Linked DNA regions of Rattus norvegicus: region 1 is linked to region 2. Evidence: chromatin contacts called from public Hi-C data. All regions are on one chromosome and are shown on one strand. The core of a region is the stretch at or near the end of the contact, and the rest is flanking DNA. Distances in the headings are between cores, read along the strand shown.

Region 1 (7,412 bases), core at 4,097-6,596, 340 kb before region 2:
TAAATATGACTCAGCTTTGGTCATATTTGTGGCCTTGGGTAGGAGGCACGGGCTTCTCTGGAGTTCAGTTTTCTCAGCTCTAATGGTGCAGCTTCCTGGGCCCCAGTTATTGGCAAGATTTCACAGGATGATACACATTAAAGGGGGTCGTTACCTCTCTCCATTCTTTAATCCATGTAGCATGTAGGACTTGCTCATTTAAAAAACATATTTCCTTTTTAAAAAAGATTTATATGCAAGTACACTGTAGCTGTCTTCAGACACACCAGAAGAGGGCACCAGATCCCATTACAGATGGTTGTGAGCCACCATGTGATTGCTGGGATTTGAACTCAGGACCTCTGGGAGAGCAGTCAGTGCTCCTAACCATTGAGCCATCGCTCCAGCCTGTATTTGCTAGCTATGTACAGCTTCAAGAGACAAAAAACATTAGGCAAACCACATAACATGGAAAGGGACTTTGAGAGAGATGTTATCCCTGTGAGGTAACAACACCGTCAGGACACAGGTAGGATCCTGAATGTCATCTCTCCCCAGGAGTCTGTGTGGGACCGTAACAGGACTGAGTGGTGCTGTCTTGGTGAAGTCACCAGGGACTTAAGCTCTCTCCATACCTTGGCTCTCTCATCCTCAGCAGGTTGACATTTATTCCTATGTCCCTAGTACTGTGGCTGCCCGGGCCACGGACATGCTCCAAACTTTCCAGCATCACTAGACTTTTTATGCTGCTGTCCTAGAGTCACCCCAGCAGACCTTCCTTTCTATGCTACAGACCACTGCTGATCCAGTATCAGTGCCTTGGAAAGTAAGTATCCCTGGGATAAGAAAGCCTCAAGCTGGGCTCTGATCTCAGAGGGGGGGGGGGAGGTCTCGTGTGGGTGCGGGATTAGATACAATTGGTGATTCACTGTAACGCATCTGCCCTGTAGTCTTCTGGAGTTCTCCACACCAGAGAGAAACCAGGGCTCAGTTAGGTTAAGTAAATAAGGAACGGCGTTTGAGCAGGCAACCACGAGGGTGGTTTTCCAGGCTCTGTGGTTACTGTTGGATACACAGTAGAGAATGGGAGGTCGTAGACCGGCAGATGAGCATTGACTATGTAGCAGTGTACAGGTTCTGCAGGTGGGGCTGAAGCACAGTAGCTCCTAATGGGAGGTTAGGGCAGACTCGCTGGAGGGGTGCTGTTTAGATGAGATCTGACGGATCACTGGGTAGGAACAGCACAACAGTATAAACCAAGCCTAGTTATAGCACTCTTGGGCAGCTAAGAGTAGACAATGAGTGGTTTGCAGGGTCAGTAGGCTACAGCCATGATGGTTTTGGCAACCACACTGGACTTCTATTGGGCAAGCAACAGGTCAGGTACCTCTGCAACAATACCCCTTAAGATATGGGGAGTAGGGCTGGAGAGATGGCTCAGCCGTTAAAGGCTAGGCTCACAACCAAAAATATAAGATATGAGGAGTAAAGTCAACAAAGTAGCTGTTATGTCAACTGGACAGGAGCTAGAGTCATCAGAGAAGAGGGAGCCTCCATTGAGAAAATGCCTCCATAAATTTAGGCTGTAGATAAGCCTTTAGGGCATCTTCTTATTTAGTGATTGCTGTGGGAGGGTTCAGCTAGGTGATGCTATCCCTGGGCTGGTGGTTCTGGGTGTTATTAAAAAAAAGCACTCACCCAAGTAAATACAGGACAGAGTGGAGCAGAGACTGAAGGAAAGGTCATCCAGAGGCTGCCCTACCTGGGCATCCATCCCATACGCAGCCACCAAACCCAGTCACTATTGCTGATGCCAAGAAGTGCTTGCTGACAGGAGGCAGATATGGATATCTCCTGAGAGGCTCTGCAGAGCCTTACTGAGACAGATGAGGATGCTTGCAGCTAACCATCGGACTGAGCACAGGGGCTGCAATGAGGGAGTTAGAGAAAGGAATGAAGGAGCTGAAGGGGTTTGCAACCCCATAGGAAGGACAACAATATCAACCAACCAGATCCCCCAGAGCTCCCAGGGACTAAACCACCAACCAAAGATACACATGGAGTGACCCCATGACTCCAGCCGCAAATATAGCAGAGGATGGCCTTGTTGGGCATCAATAGGAGGAGAAGCCCTTGGTCCTGTGAAGGCTCACTGCCCCAGTGTGGGGAAATGCCAGGATGTTGCGGTGGGAGTGGGTAGGTGGGAGGAAGAGCGTCCTCGTAGAAGGGAGGGGAGAGGAGTATAGGAGAGGGGGAAAATGGATAACATTGAAACGTAAATAAAAAAATCCAATTTAAAAAACAAAAGCAGACTGAGTAAGCCAGTAAGCAGCATTCCTCCATGGCCCCTGCATCAGGTCCTGCCTTCAGGTTCCTGCCCCGACTTCCTTCAGTGGTGAACTAGATATGGAAACTAGATATGGAACTAGATATGGAAAATAAACTGATTTTGGTCATGGTGTTACATCACAGTGGTAGTAACCGTAACTGAGGATGATGACAGGTAAACAGCATCTCAAAATATGACAAAAAACTTCAAATTCTACGAGGCAATGACTGCATTCAAGGCAACGTTTGCAGAACTTCACGTCCACATTACTGTGACTGCCCACGGTCTGCCAAGGCTGGCCCTGTCATTATTCTCCCTTTGTACATGAGGACCCTAAAGCGCATGGGTGAGGCTGCTGTGGGCTGAACTCTGTCCCTTTAAGATAGAATGCTAATGCTAGCCCTGGGCTTCTCAGCCCGTGACCATGCTTGGGATGACGATGTATCTTGTATGACTTGCATCCTTATCAGAAGGGGGCGTGTCCGTGTGAAGATGGCGTCAGAGTTTGGGGTGCTCCACTCCAAGCTCAGGAACGTTGCAAACCGCCTGGAATACACATTGGCCGGGCGCACACAGCGTATTTGCTGAATGACTATTGTGATTGTTTGTATATGCTCAGCACAGGGAGTGGCATGGTTAGAAGGTGTGGTCTTGTTGGAGTAGGTGTGTCACTGTGGGTGTGGGCTTTAAGACCCTCACCCTAGATACCTGGAAGCCAGTATTCTGCTAGCAGCCTTCAGATGAAGATGTAGAGCTCTCAGCTCCTCCTGCACTATGCCTGCCTGGACGCTGCCATGTTCTTGTGTTGATACTTATGAGAGTTGCCTTGGTCATGGTGTCTGTTCACAGCCATAAAACCTAAGACAACTATTAAAGGACATTTATTGAGAAACCTGAGTGAGACTGGCTTAGATCAGTGAGGAACGTGTATAAGAAAGATTTCAATGGTAGCCACTTGGAAGTCCTTGGTCTCCTGCCTGCCTCTATGAATGACTCTCACTAAACTCCTTTCCACAGGTTCCTCACAGCACTTCTCCCTCAGTGTCTGTTCTACCTCTGTCTGCAGTTTCAATCTGCCTCTTCTACTCACAATCAACCAGAGGGAAGGACACGGGTGTCACGGTGTGCCTGAACCACAGGCCTCCAGCAACGAGCTGAACATTCCTAGCAGCCCTGAGCCAGCTGCAGGGGTGCGTGTGACATCTGTGGATGCCTTGAGCTCTGTTCGGCAGAATGGATGATGGCAGAATGCACAGAGCCTCGTCTGCTAAGACCAGGGTTCTTTCTCATGGTGACTGACAGAATTCAGCACGGTCTAGCTAATAGGATGTCTCTAGGGGATTGATCACCCAAACTAAGGAAATGTAAATTTCAGCCTCGTTCAGACCATTCTCAGGTTAACATCAATTTTCCTCCACAGGTGTCAGGATTCATTTAGGCTTTTTTTTTTAATTGGGAAGTTGATTCCATCTTTAGCCCTAGTAGGACTGACAGCAGGCCCTGCTCTTTCTCCGTGTGTATTCTGATGGGTGCTGGTCACTCACAGTGTCACAGGGGTCTCTGGTAATCATCTAGGGGATTGCTAAGCTTATTTCCCGAAATAGACAAAAAATTGACCAGGGAAGATGGAAGACCAAGAAACAGAGAAAGAGAAAACATCAGTTTTATCCCTAGAGATGGAGAGGCCTAAGGCAGGAAGTCCGCTGTGGATGCTGGCTTTGAAGTATTTGATAGGTCCCTGGATCCTACACTTTCCCTCTTGGCATTGGTCAGATACCCTTCATATATCCGTTTCTCCTGGTAAGGTCTCCTGGGGACAAGAAGCTGCCAGCTCAGGGAGTTCTTTTCCACTTCATGGTCTACCCAATCTCTAACTCTCCATCCGCAGATTCATCACAGTGACATAGCTGTCATCCACATTTTGTTCTTGGGGATGTGGTCCCTGTATCTGGGAGAGGCAAGAGGAGCCCGAGTAGGATGATCAGCAGTCCCAATGTCCTTCAGCAAAGTCACTTGTCCCCTCCACCTGAGGACAAATGGACTAGAAGCAACATTTAGACTGCCTTGTGACCTGGGCAATTACAAACGGCAAATTATACCACATACATGCAGCTCACACATATGCAACACGCACACACTCACAGAGACACAGACATTTGCATTAAACATACGGAAAGTCTCAAGAATTACTAATTAAAGGGGGCTGGAGGAATAACTCAGCAGTTAAGAGCACTTGCTGCTCTTCCAGAGGAGCCTGAGTCAAGTCCAAGCGCTCACAACCATCTGTAACTCCAGTCCCAGAGGATCTGACGCCCTCTTCTGGCCTCCTTGGACACTGCACACAAATGATTGACAGGCATACGTGCTGGCAAAACACCCACGCACATAAAAATAAATAAAAAATGTTATAAGAATTACTAATTAGGGGGACAAGCCATAGCAGATAAATATCTGTGTTGGCACATAGAACTCTGGGTGTCACCTGAGGACCCCTACAGCACGCCCTTCTTCCCCTACAGGGTCCGGTACTTGAGTCCAGAAACGATTCGTTTTACTGCTTTCTTCATAAAGTGAGCAGTGGCGTGGCACTATCCAGTCACCACACTCTTGGTCTCATCTCAAGAACAGAGAGTTCCACACCTGCCTTCAGGTCCTTCTGCGAAGGCAGGAGGAAACAAAGAAGCAAAATTTCTAAAGGAAAGGATACATGTAGGAATCAGCAGAGCTGTCCCGCTGTGACTATAGACACTGTAGCCTGGAAGGGGGCGCATTGAGCTCCACGCTTGTTGCTCAAAGAAATAGACAATAGTCACAGCCCATTAAGATGCCATCTGCTCCGTGTGAGGCAGGAAAGCCATTCTGGCTGAGGCAGGCATCTAATCTCACCTGCATCTCTCCAGCTCCCCACCTTGTAGTCTGAGGAGGGAGGCTCAGTTCACTCCCTTATTTTTCTAGTAGATTGGTGCCTTTTACACCAAGCCATGGCTCCGCCTGAACAACTGTTGTTTGAGACATTCCTAACACTGTCTGGAACGCTGCCAAAAAGAACACAGAGTGCAGGTCTGTGTCCGTGGTTGTGTTAGATCCAGAAAGGGAGAGGCCAGGGGAGTGTGGAAAAGGTCACTGGGACTTTGGACTTGAGTCAGACAGGCAGAGAACATTCATCCCTAGGGAATGGGGTGTGGAAGGGAAATGGGGCTTAAAGGAGGAAATTATACACGGATAAGACAGGCGTTTAAGAGTCAAGTCCAAGAAACACAACTTAAAATAAGCATGGTGTGTGTTAGCCCTGGCTTCAACTGCAGAGACCAGGGCACCACAAGTGGCTTAGATGCTTTTTTTTTTGGTTCTTTTTTTCGGAGCTGGGGACCGAACCCAGGGCCTTGCGCTTCCTAGGTAAGCGCTCTACCACTGAGCTAAATCCCCAGCCCCGGCTTAGAGGCTTTGAAGGTTAAAATTACTTCCGGAATCACAGTCCAAGGGTTGGTGTGCTGTTCATGGACCCAGGGAGACTAGATGTCTACCTTTCGGCTTTGTTAATTCTTATCTGTGAAGTAGCATTTTTGAGGACACCTCATGGTCCAAGATGGCACCCGAAACTCCAGTCATGGCCTCCACACTTTAGGCAAGAGAAAAAGACCAACAGGTTCTTGCAAGCACTCCTTTGATTAGCCTTCCCGGCAGACTCTGTTTACAGCCTCTGCTTCATGGAATGGGCTTAGTTGAAAGCAAGCCTGAGAATATCGTCTCTGCTTGCTGGAATAAAACTGGTTCCTGCAGGAGGGTATTCAGAGAGCATGAATGGGGAGTGGGGTCAGCAACTGGCAATCATTTCCGTTTGAGTTGAGGCAGTGACGCCTCGTGGTTAAAGAGAATCCACAACAGCAGAATACTGGGGTTGACGCTTAGGATCTACCATCTGCTGGCAATACGCTCGGTGACAGAGCATTAAGCCTTTCTGAGCGGCTGCTCCTTCGTCTGAAAAATGAGGAAAGTGCTAGAAACTTCTCCTCGTGTCTCATGAGAGTCAGATCCAGGCAGTATCAGATCAGGCACAGGGAAAATAGCCCAAACCAGCTGCTACTGTTATGACTCTATTCAAAGGGCCCGGAAAGCAAATTTTTGATATATAATAAAAAATTAAGGCCCATTAAATAAATCTGCCACACGTACATTGTGAGGTAGGGTTTGGAAAAACCCATACTGATGGCTGCTTATATGTGTGAGGTCTCTAAGAAGTCGGCTTGAAGGACCCCTGCATTTTCAAGTGAAGATTCTGAATGGTTTGGGAGGTCCTATGAGCTTGGGGGAGAGGGGTAATGGGAGGTGGCCTCTCCCCAGACTCCGTACTGCCAACCTGGTGAGGGTGGAAGGACAGAAATTGCACATGCCGTTAGAACACACCCTTCACTGCTGTGGATGTCTCTGTGACCGCCACAGTCAACAGAATAGTGATCTAGGAGAGGCAGGAAGGCAGTTGGTTCAAACCCAAATATGTATTTGGGCATATTTAAGCATAGCACAATTTGATGAATATTTTTCTGGTGATAATGAACTTAATCCTATGTGCACAGTAAAGCTTAAGATGTGACCACATTAAAACTGTTTATGAAGCCCATGTTACACCTTCTGTAACAATAGTTCTCTATAGATTGACAAACTCATGATAAGGGCTTAGGGAGGAAGGTCTGGTGTGGTCTCAGTCACGAAGACAGCACAAAAGACAATGGCTATTAACTATGTCTGCTTCCAGTTTTCTGGGTGGAAAAACAGAATATATATCTCTCCTTTTGAAGAGACAACCCCATGCGTTTAATATTTCTGGTTCCTCTAGTACGTATCCATGAGCACCAGGACCTCTGTGCCTCCTACATCTTGCCCCATCTTCATTTCTTAAAGAGGAATTTGTGGCTGTAGTAGAAGCCAGGGTTGAATGTATTGTCTGCATGGCTAGACCAAACAATATAGACAGGTATATACGAATAACTAACCAAGGACCAAGGACAGAGGAAAGCCGGCAGAACCATGACGGCCATTCAAAGGTTGCCGGGAGTTGAACCTGGGTACTTTAGAATCCAGTGCTCAACAACTGAGCCATCATTCC
Region 2 (7,381 bases), core at 3,103-5,602:
TACACATATACCTATACACATTTGTATATACAGACAGACAGATGCATGCATGCACGCGTGCAAACACACACACACGCACACACACACACACACACACACATTTGGTTGATGGGGTTGTGCTCCAAAAGTCACATTTTACTCTTTCTCTCTGTCTTTCTTATACCTTCTTAGACAAAAGATTTAAAGACAATTGTGTCTTGGATAAAATGTTAGAAGGGGAGGTACAGAAGGATGTTGATATTAAGTTCAAAGCAGAGTTTTATTCTATAAGTTCATTATAAGTTCAGAGCAACAGTTTCACGTGGCCTTGCTTTATCAAAGTGCACACCTGTGGCTTCATCCTTGGACCTGACCTAGAATGAATATTTTTCTTTGATCACAAATTTTTCCCAAGCCTATTTCTCTTTTTAGTGTAATTGTGAAGGCTCATCACATTCCTTTTCTTACTATTGTATAAAGGTTGGGCACATTCTATTCTTCATTCTAACTGTATTACATCTTTCTGGCAAAACAATTAAAACAATCTCTCAAAAAAATTTCTTCCTAAACTTATTTGAATCAAATCAGGAATTCTATAAAATCATTGTCAGGAATTATGAAATCGTCAATTTGTCTATACAGCATTACTACATGATGGTACATTTTTGTTGATCTGCAGAAAAACTGCAGAAGAGTGGGATTAGACTATGAAAGAGTGACAGGAAAAGGCATATAAGCTACAAGAAGTAATGCTGGGATGAACTCTCTTGGGACCTTTCTTCTCAGAGGTCACCCATTGTAGTCCATGCAAAAAATGCTGGGTCACCTTCAGGAAAGTCATCTTAGTCTTAACCTATCACAGATGGCTCCTGACAATGGGGGACAGTGGGATGCTGCAGAAAGAACACTTGTCCTGTGTAGAAATGATCTCTGGTAGTCTTCATCTGATCTCAACAGAGAATACTTTTTTTTTTGGGACATAGATTTAAAAAGTTGGAGCTTCAGATTTTATAGTTCTCAATTCCTCAATTATTAAATATTGACATTTAATGCCAAACCTTTAGAAACCTAAACAAAGCACTTCAAAGGTTAAAGTAATTATGTCTGAGGACTGAGCGGCTTGTTACCCTGTGTAGGGTTAGGACTTGCAGTGTTCCCGCTATTTCAGTGAGTGGTCACACGGATTGAGAGATATATTCTTAGCTAGTCACCAGCAGTTGGACCATTCTGAGCTGCTCCATGAATTATTGCTTTGGAGAAGACACTGGATGAAGCCCCTTCGATTAAATACTGCTTGAAAACTAAAGGAAGTAACAGCATGAGTTACTAAGGACCTACACACCACAAGTGCCACCTTAGCCTAATCCCCTTAGTATCCACTCCTCTTTAACCTGTAAAGGAGAGCTCCATGTTAAGATCTGAGTGAGCACGAATGCCAGCGACAACTGGCCAAAGACATTTCCCCACCGTTGAGTGGCGCAGGGCTCGTGTCCAGAGGCACACTGCTTTGAAGGCTTTGTCTGGGGACAGGGCAGCCTCCCCTTATATACTCTGTATTATTGAAGTGCTCAGTATGAGTTTTCAGTGTCAGTGGGGATGGTCCCTCTAATCAAAAGGATGTCTGTACACTACCCGAAATGCTTTGCTTTTACACTATAATCCTACCTGAAATTTGAGCCTTGAGGGATTCCTCTGTCACCAGCAATACTTCCAAGAAAGCCACACTGCAAGACATTCTTCATTTGTATGTCCACGTGGTTATTCAATCACCTCCTTCCAGGATCCACCCGAGAACACGGGAACTTTTCTGGGAGACCATTCTGGGAATCATGAATCATGACTCAGTCATGGCGACTGGATGGTGGAACTGGAGCGCCACGAGCAGGTCTCTGCTGCTGCTGGTGCAGGATGGCGGGCATGGACCCTCTTCAATACTTTCCCTTATTTTTTTTTATCATGCAACAACTAATTTTTGTTTACAGCTGAAGAATGGGTTTCTGCCATGTTGGCTTCTGCAAAGGAACGTGAGGAGGGGCTAAAAGAGCTCAGGTGATTCATGGCAAGGATTCTCCGACTCCTGTGAAGCTTCTCTGCTGACTGTATTTTATTACATGGCTTTGGCCCCAAACATCCCATAACTGTTTACGGTGCCAAGTCTGATAGAATTTTCTCATGCCTGTGTGTAACACGAATCCTGGCTCCCATGGTTTTTGGAGATTCCAGACAGCTCACTTTCCAGCTCCTTTCCTTTGGAAATCCAGTATGAAAATTTTTTTGTTCTTTTGTTGTGGCTCTGAATCCACTTGGCATCCTTAACTCAATTTCTTAATTACTGCTCAATGGAAATTGTTGCTTTTGCTTAAACAGTAGATTGTGTTTCTGCAGTTCTTGAATTTTCTAAGGATGTAGGAATAATGTTTGGATATATTTACGTATTAACGTACACTGGCCAGGATGTACACTTGGTAAACAATCTTAAAGTTGTGGCTACTGAATGGAATCGGGCTCAGTGGTGTGAGATGTGAGCGTACCCATTTGTGATTGACACAGGCCTCTCTGGGGTGTTCTCAGAGTACCTTATGAGAGCAGAAACGTAACTGTTGTAAATAGGACTATCACTGTCTAAGAATCTAGGAGGTTCTTTGGTCATTAATGGTCAAATAGCAACTGGAACCTTTAAAATCAAGTATGTTCTGTGCTGTGGTTTGAATATGTCCTCCAGTCTGCGAAGGATGAACCAAGCCACTGTGGAATTATTCCATTTGTCTAATCCACAGCCACATACTGGGAACAACTTTTACTGGTGAACTGCTCTATTCTTTGTGATATATTTGGAGATAAGAACCATTTATTTAGTTCCCAAGAAAACTGGTAGAGAGCAGTGTCTTTTAATATGACAGGTCCCTTGTTGATTCCCCTTTAAAAGCCTGTCCACCTCTGTGATCGGCTCTCTTGTCAGCTCATCTATTTAATTTTGGCTGCCCTTTTCTGAATTGAAGCCATCCATGTTTCTGGCATCAGCACATTTCTGTCAAGCCTCTTTTTACCCGTTTTCTTCTGTTTTCGTCTAAGGCTGCCCGCTTGGCCCCCGCTAGCCTGCAGTCACACGGGGTTGCTGGACTCTTCTAAACACATCATGTGGTTGAGCTTCCAGGATCTGAGTCTGTTTCCCAAGATCTTCCCTCCCCAGACTGCACAATTCAAGGCTCACCTTACAGGGCACCTGCCCCTTCCTTTTCCAGCTTGGCCTTCAACCAAAAGTCAAATTAGGCTGTTGGCCTGGGCGCCCCAAAGGCACATTGTGCGCCTCTTGAGAGTCATGACCCCGGGCTCACTCTGCAGACCAGTGTTCTTCCTCGTGGAACAATCCTGGCTCTGTTAGACTTTTCTGTTTATCTCGAATCCACAGCAGCCTAAGGACAGTTTCCTCCTCTTTAATGTGTGAGTCATCCTGCACCTCGGCTCGCTTTCCCCATCTTTCCGACCTGCTCCTGCACAAGTTGCTCCCACTCAGCGTTTTATGAGTTAGTTACCTTTATCTAGTTTTAGGAGGACTTACAGGCGGTGTTAACTTTCTTAAAAACTGAAACTACCTCCGCAAGTCGGAGCGGTGGCTCCGGGATCTTAACTAACGCTTGTAATGGGAGTGCCGGGAGAGATAAGGAGGAGCCAAGCAGGATCCTGTTCTCCGTGGGGGCTTCATTACTGCAGCCCAGTGTGTAGCTGTGTGTAACCATATACACTGTGCTGCCATCAGGCCCACTGAAGACAGAAACACAACTATAATATAGTGATGTTTATGGGGGATTTAAAAGCACCAAGTTCATCTGGCACATGTCTTTAATCCCAGCACTCCGGAGCGGGGGGGGGGGGGGGGGGAGGTCGGATCTCCGTGAGTTTCAGGCCAGCTTTGTCTACAAAAGTGAATTGTGAGTTCTAAGACAGCCAGGGCTACGTGAAGAGAAACCTTGTCTCAAGAAAACAAATAAAAAAAGCAAAATGTAGATAGATTCGTACCAAGACTGCTGTTTAAAAACGTCATTTTGAGGATTGATATTGTCCTGAGATAGTAGTGATGGTAATATAGAAATAGTTTATTAGCTGTGGACATTGTGACATAATATGCTAAAAAAAAAATCTTGTTTTTTGACGGGTAGCCTCTGACAGGAAGCTAGAGACACAGCTGCGGGATCGGATGGTGGGAACCGTGCTTCAGCACAGGCCCTGGAACCTGGCAAAATGCTCAGGAGGGGGTCCAATGCGCCAAGTATAAGCGGAGAAACCATCAGACACCCACAGTAGGAAGAGGGGTGATCCGCGGGGAAACCCCGCCTCTTGGGGTGACCTCACACTATGGATGAGGAACCAGAACCACCAGTGAGTCAGCGACAGGAAGTGGATTTTTGTCTGGCATGACAAATTATGGCCCTGAACTCTCACTGTGCATGGTGAGGTCATCACTCAGTCCTCCGGGGAAAGAATAGCAGGTAAGGGGAGGAGTCTGAACCCACGCTCCTTCTCTGTTACCAGAACTCAATCCTGTCCCTCAAAAACCTCACCCAGCTCGTGTTGTGTCCCATCTCTCTCTAGTCTTGCCTCAGCTGTCGAGGAAGTTCTGCCGCCTGAAAGGCTTACACGGGACACTGGATGATCTGAGTACCTACCTATCTGTGCTCATCACCCTATAGTGTTTTCTACTAACTGGCCACAACTTTATTTATATACGTGCCCCTGTGAGGCCATATTTAATGAGGTTAAACAGCACCTTTTGAACTCATGCCATGACAATTGCACCAAGAGATGTCATGATTAGCTAGATGCAGTGGTACACGCCTTAAATCCCAGTACTGGGGAAGGCAGAGGCAGGCGGATCTCAGGGGTTCAAGGTCAGCCTGTCAACAGAGTGAGTTCCAGGACACCTGAGGATTTTTAATGAAGTTATCTTTGGAAGTTCTGTGTTCCTAGTTCAGGGACCCTCAAATCATTTTACTCATGAACAATATGACATTAAGTGCTACAAGGAGCAGTATGGGACAGCAGTGAACTGTGCTTTCACAAATAAAAAGTGAGCTTACTCAATTTTTTTTTTCCAGAGTGAAACCATTTAGGTAAACAGTAATGTGGAATAAAGTCTCATTACTTTGGTAGTGAAGGTTTAATTCATCCATGCTATTGTGATTAAATGTTCTGGAGGATTTTACAGTAGTTAAAACTGGCCTAATACATTTTAAGACTACGAATATAGACATTTTACAAATAATATCGATCTTTTAATTAAAGTTCATGATGATCATAGACTATCCTTTTTAAACACAAACTTTCTCTTTAAAAAAGTGTGTTATTGGAGAAGAGTATAACAGTCTTCAGTAACAAGGGGACGGTGCCATTCATGTCCCCGTGAAGGCAGGGCCTGTGACTCTCATATCCTCTTCTGCAGCTCCCGTGGTACTAGCAGGTAATAAGAACCCAATAAATCGTCGGATGACACCAGCCACATATCACACTGCTGCCTGCCCAGAAAACAAACACTGAACAACGGCTACTACTTGGGCAATAGCTTTCAGTTTGTGGTGTGGGAACTCTTGGTGTTGTCTGGAGGTTCGGAAGGATTCTGCAAACGGTATATATATTACTTTCTGCCAAAGATTTCACATTCCCTGGGTGTGTGTGCTTCTAAGTATTCTCAGTTATGGTGCAGTCCAACTTAAGAAAATAAAAATGCATTGGTTGAAGAATATGGAGGAGGTAGGAAAGATGAAAAGGAGAAAAGAAAGAGGATGGAGGAGGAAGAGGAACAGGAAGAGGAGGAGGAGCAGCGGAAGCAGCCACCGCTGCCACCATCACCAAAGAAAGGGTTACAGCACACAGTGCCTCCCCTAAGGTCCCTAGCCCCTTGCCTTGGAGTGAGAGGCTTCCTGCTCAGTTCAGGCCAGTGTTTGTGGGAACCATGCGTATGAAGCTGAGAAGATTTAGGTCTCAGAACATGAGTCTCTGGGTAGACTGGCTCCAAGCTTTCTTTGGTCTTGATTTTAAAATCTTGAAGAAGAAGTTTTATGACGCTTTCACTGTTAAGAGGTTCTGAAACCCGTTTTATTTCAGTACTTGGCAGCCCACCACTCTTGCCTTACCATCCAAGTTTTTCCCCAAGTAGGCCCCCTCAGCACCACGGTCTCTGTTCGGATCTTGGCCTCCCTACCCAGTCTTTCCTCTACTAACTCTCCTCTAGGCCCAGTTCACTCTGAGATTTGCCCTTTAGCCTGTTGGATAGGCCTGGGGTGCTTCTGCCTTAACCTTGATGGAATGCTCCCTGCTGAGAGAATTTCCTTCCAACTTTCTGTCTGGGGGAGAGCACGCTTCCTAGTGTATACGTTTCAAGGCCGTCGAATCACAGGTATTTTAAATCTAGTTTTAAAAACTTCTCATTTACCCACAAGAGGCAGTTCCTTGATGTCCTCCATGCAGAATGTAAATATAGCAGACGTTCTTCAATTCACATCTTTCATAAAACAAGCACCTTTAATCATCAGATACCTCGATCGTTCTCTGGTGCAAGAGCTGAAAAGTGGCGTTGGGCCGTAAGAACACTCAAGTGTGTTGAAGCATGGGAATGCTGGGCGTCCGTCGCTCGTACTTCCTTTCTCTGTGCAGCCAGGTAAGGCCTCTACTCTTCTGTCTGCAAAGGCAGCTCCAGTCAAGGCAGATAGTGACACTGTATTCCTGTGACCACAAGAGGCAACAGCTCATTGCCCCTGACTGCTGCAACTTCAGTCTAGATCAGAACTTGTGAGAAATGTTCCACAGATAATTTTTGTGCCATCCTCCATTTCCCCAACACACGCATGCCTTGAGGAAGAGTCTTTCTATGTTTTATCCCAGTCTTCCATAGGCTCCTGGGCTCAAATGATCCCCTGTCATAATATCTCGAGCAGATGGGACTGTAAATGCAATCAGTTGCAACAAGGTTGGAGTATGACTTGAATCTTGAGAAAATGATTACAACTAAAGCCAGAGGTCGGGATAAACTCTAGTCAAACACCTGTGGAAATAGGTGGGCAGGGTTATGGTCTTAATGAGAATTCTTATTATAGAAGTTTAACGTATGAAGACATGGATAAGTATTTTTGAAAGAGTGACATTTCAGCTTTATGCGTTTGTTTACAGAGAGCATAGGTTGGGAATTAAAGTTGATTTGAAATCAGCCTAAATGAACCTTACTAACACCTTCTCACATACTATATTAGATTAATAGAAATCCTATCATATGGATCTTTTTAAACATTCTAGATGTTCTTTCAATAGTCGAAACATCTGGCAGAAATAAAACTCACTACTCTTCACGCTTCTTCAGGTTATAGGGAGAATGGAAAACACAGGCATTTCTCCCTCACACTGGAGAGCACGA

What was found. Hi-C and Micro-C count contacts between places; a contact is called where the count stands out from the background.
Region 1: a Hi-C map of mammary epithelial cells shows a contact between it and region 2, with 2.6 times the contacts expected there. The contact joins two enhancer-like sites. A contact is called at or near these places in 2 of 12 Hi-C or Micro-C datasets (mammary epithelial cells and psoas muscle).

What each region holds. Positions count from the first base shown.
Region 1 is chr3:64,319,950-64,327,361 of GRCr8, reverse strand. No RefSeq gene overlaps it. Among named protein-coding and RNA genes, the nearest start is that of Dapl1, 46 kb to the left of the region's middle. Within about 2 kb of position 5,346, at least 14 of the 93 cell types and tissues checked have an H3K27ac peak or open chromatin away from gene starts, as enhancers often do.
Region 2 is chr3:63,983,957-63,991,337 of GRCr8, reverse strand. The region is part of intron 1 of Ccdc148 (coiled-coil domain containing 148); the gene reads left to right. Among named protein-coding and RNA genes, the nearest start is that of Ccdc148, 53 kb to the left of the region's middle. Within about 2 kb of position 4,352, at least 25 of the 93 cell types and tissues checked have an H3K27ac peak or open chromatin away from gene starts, as enhancers often do.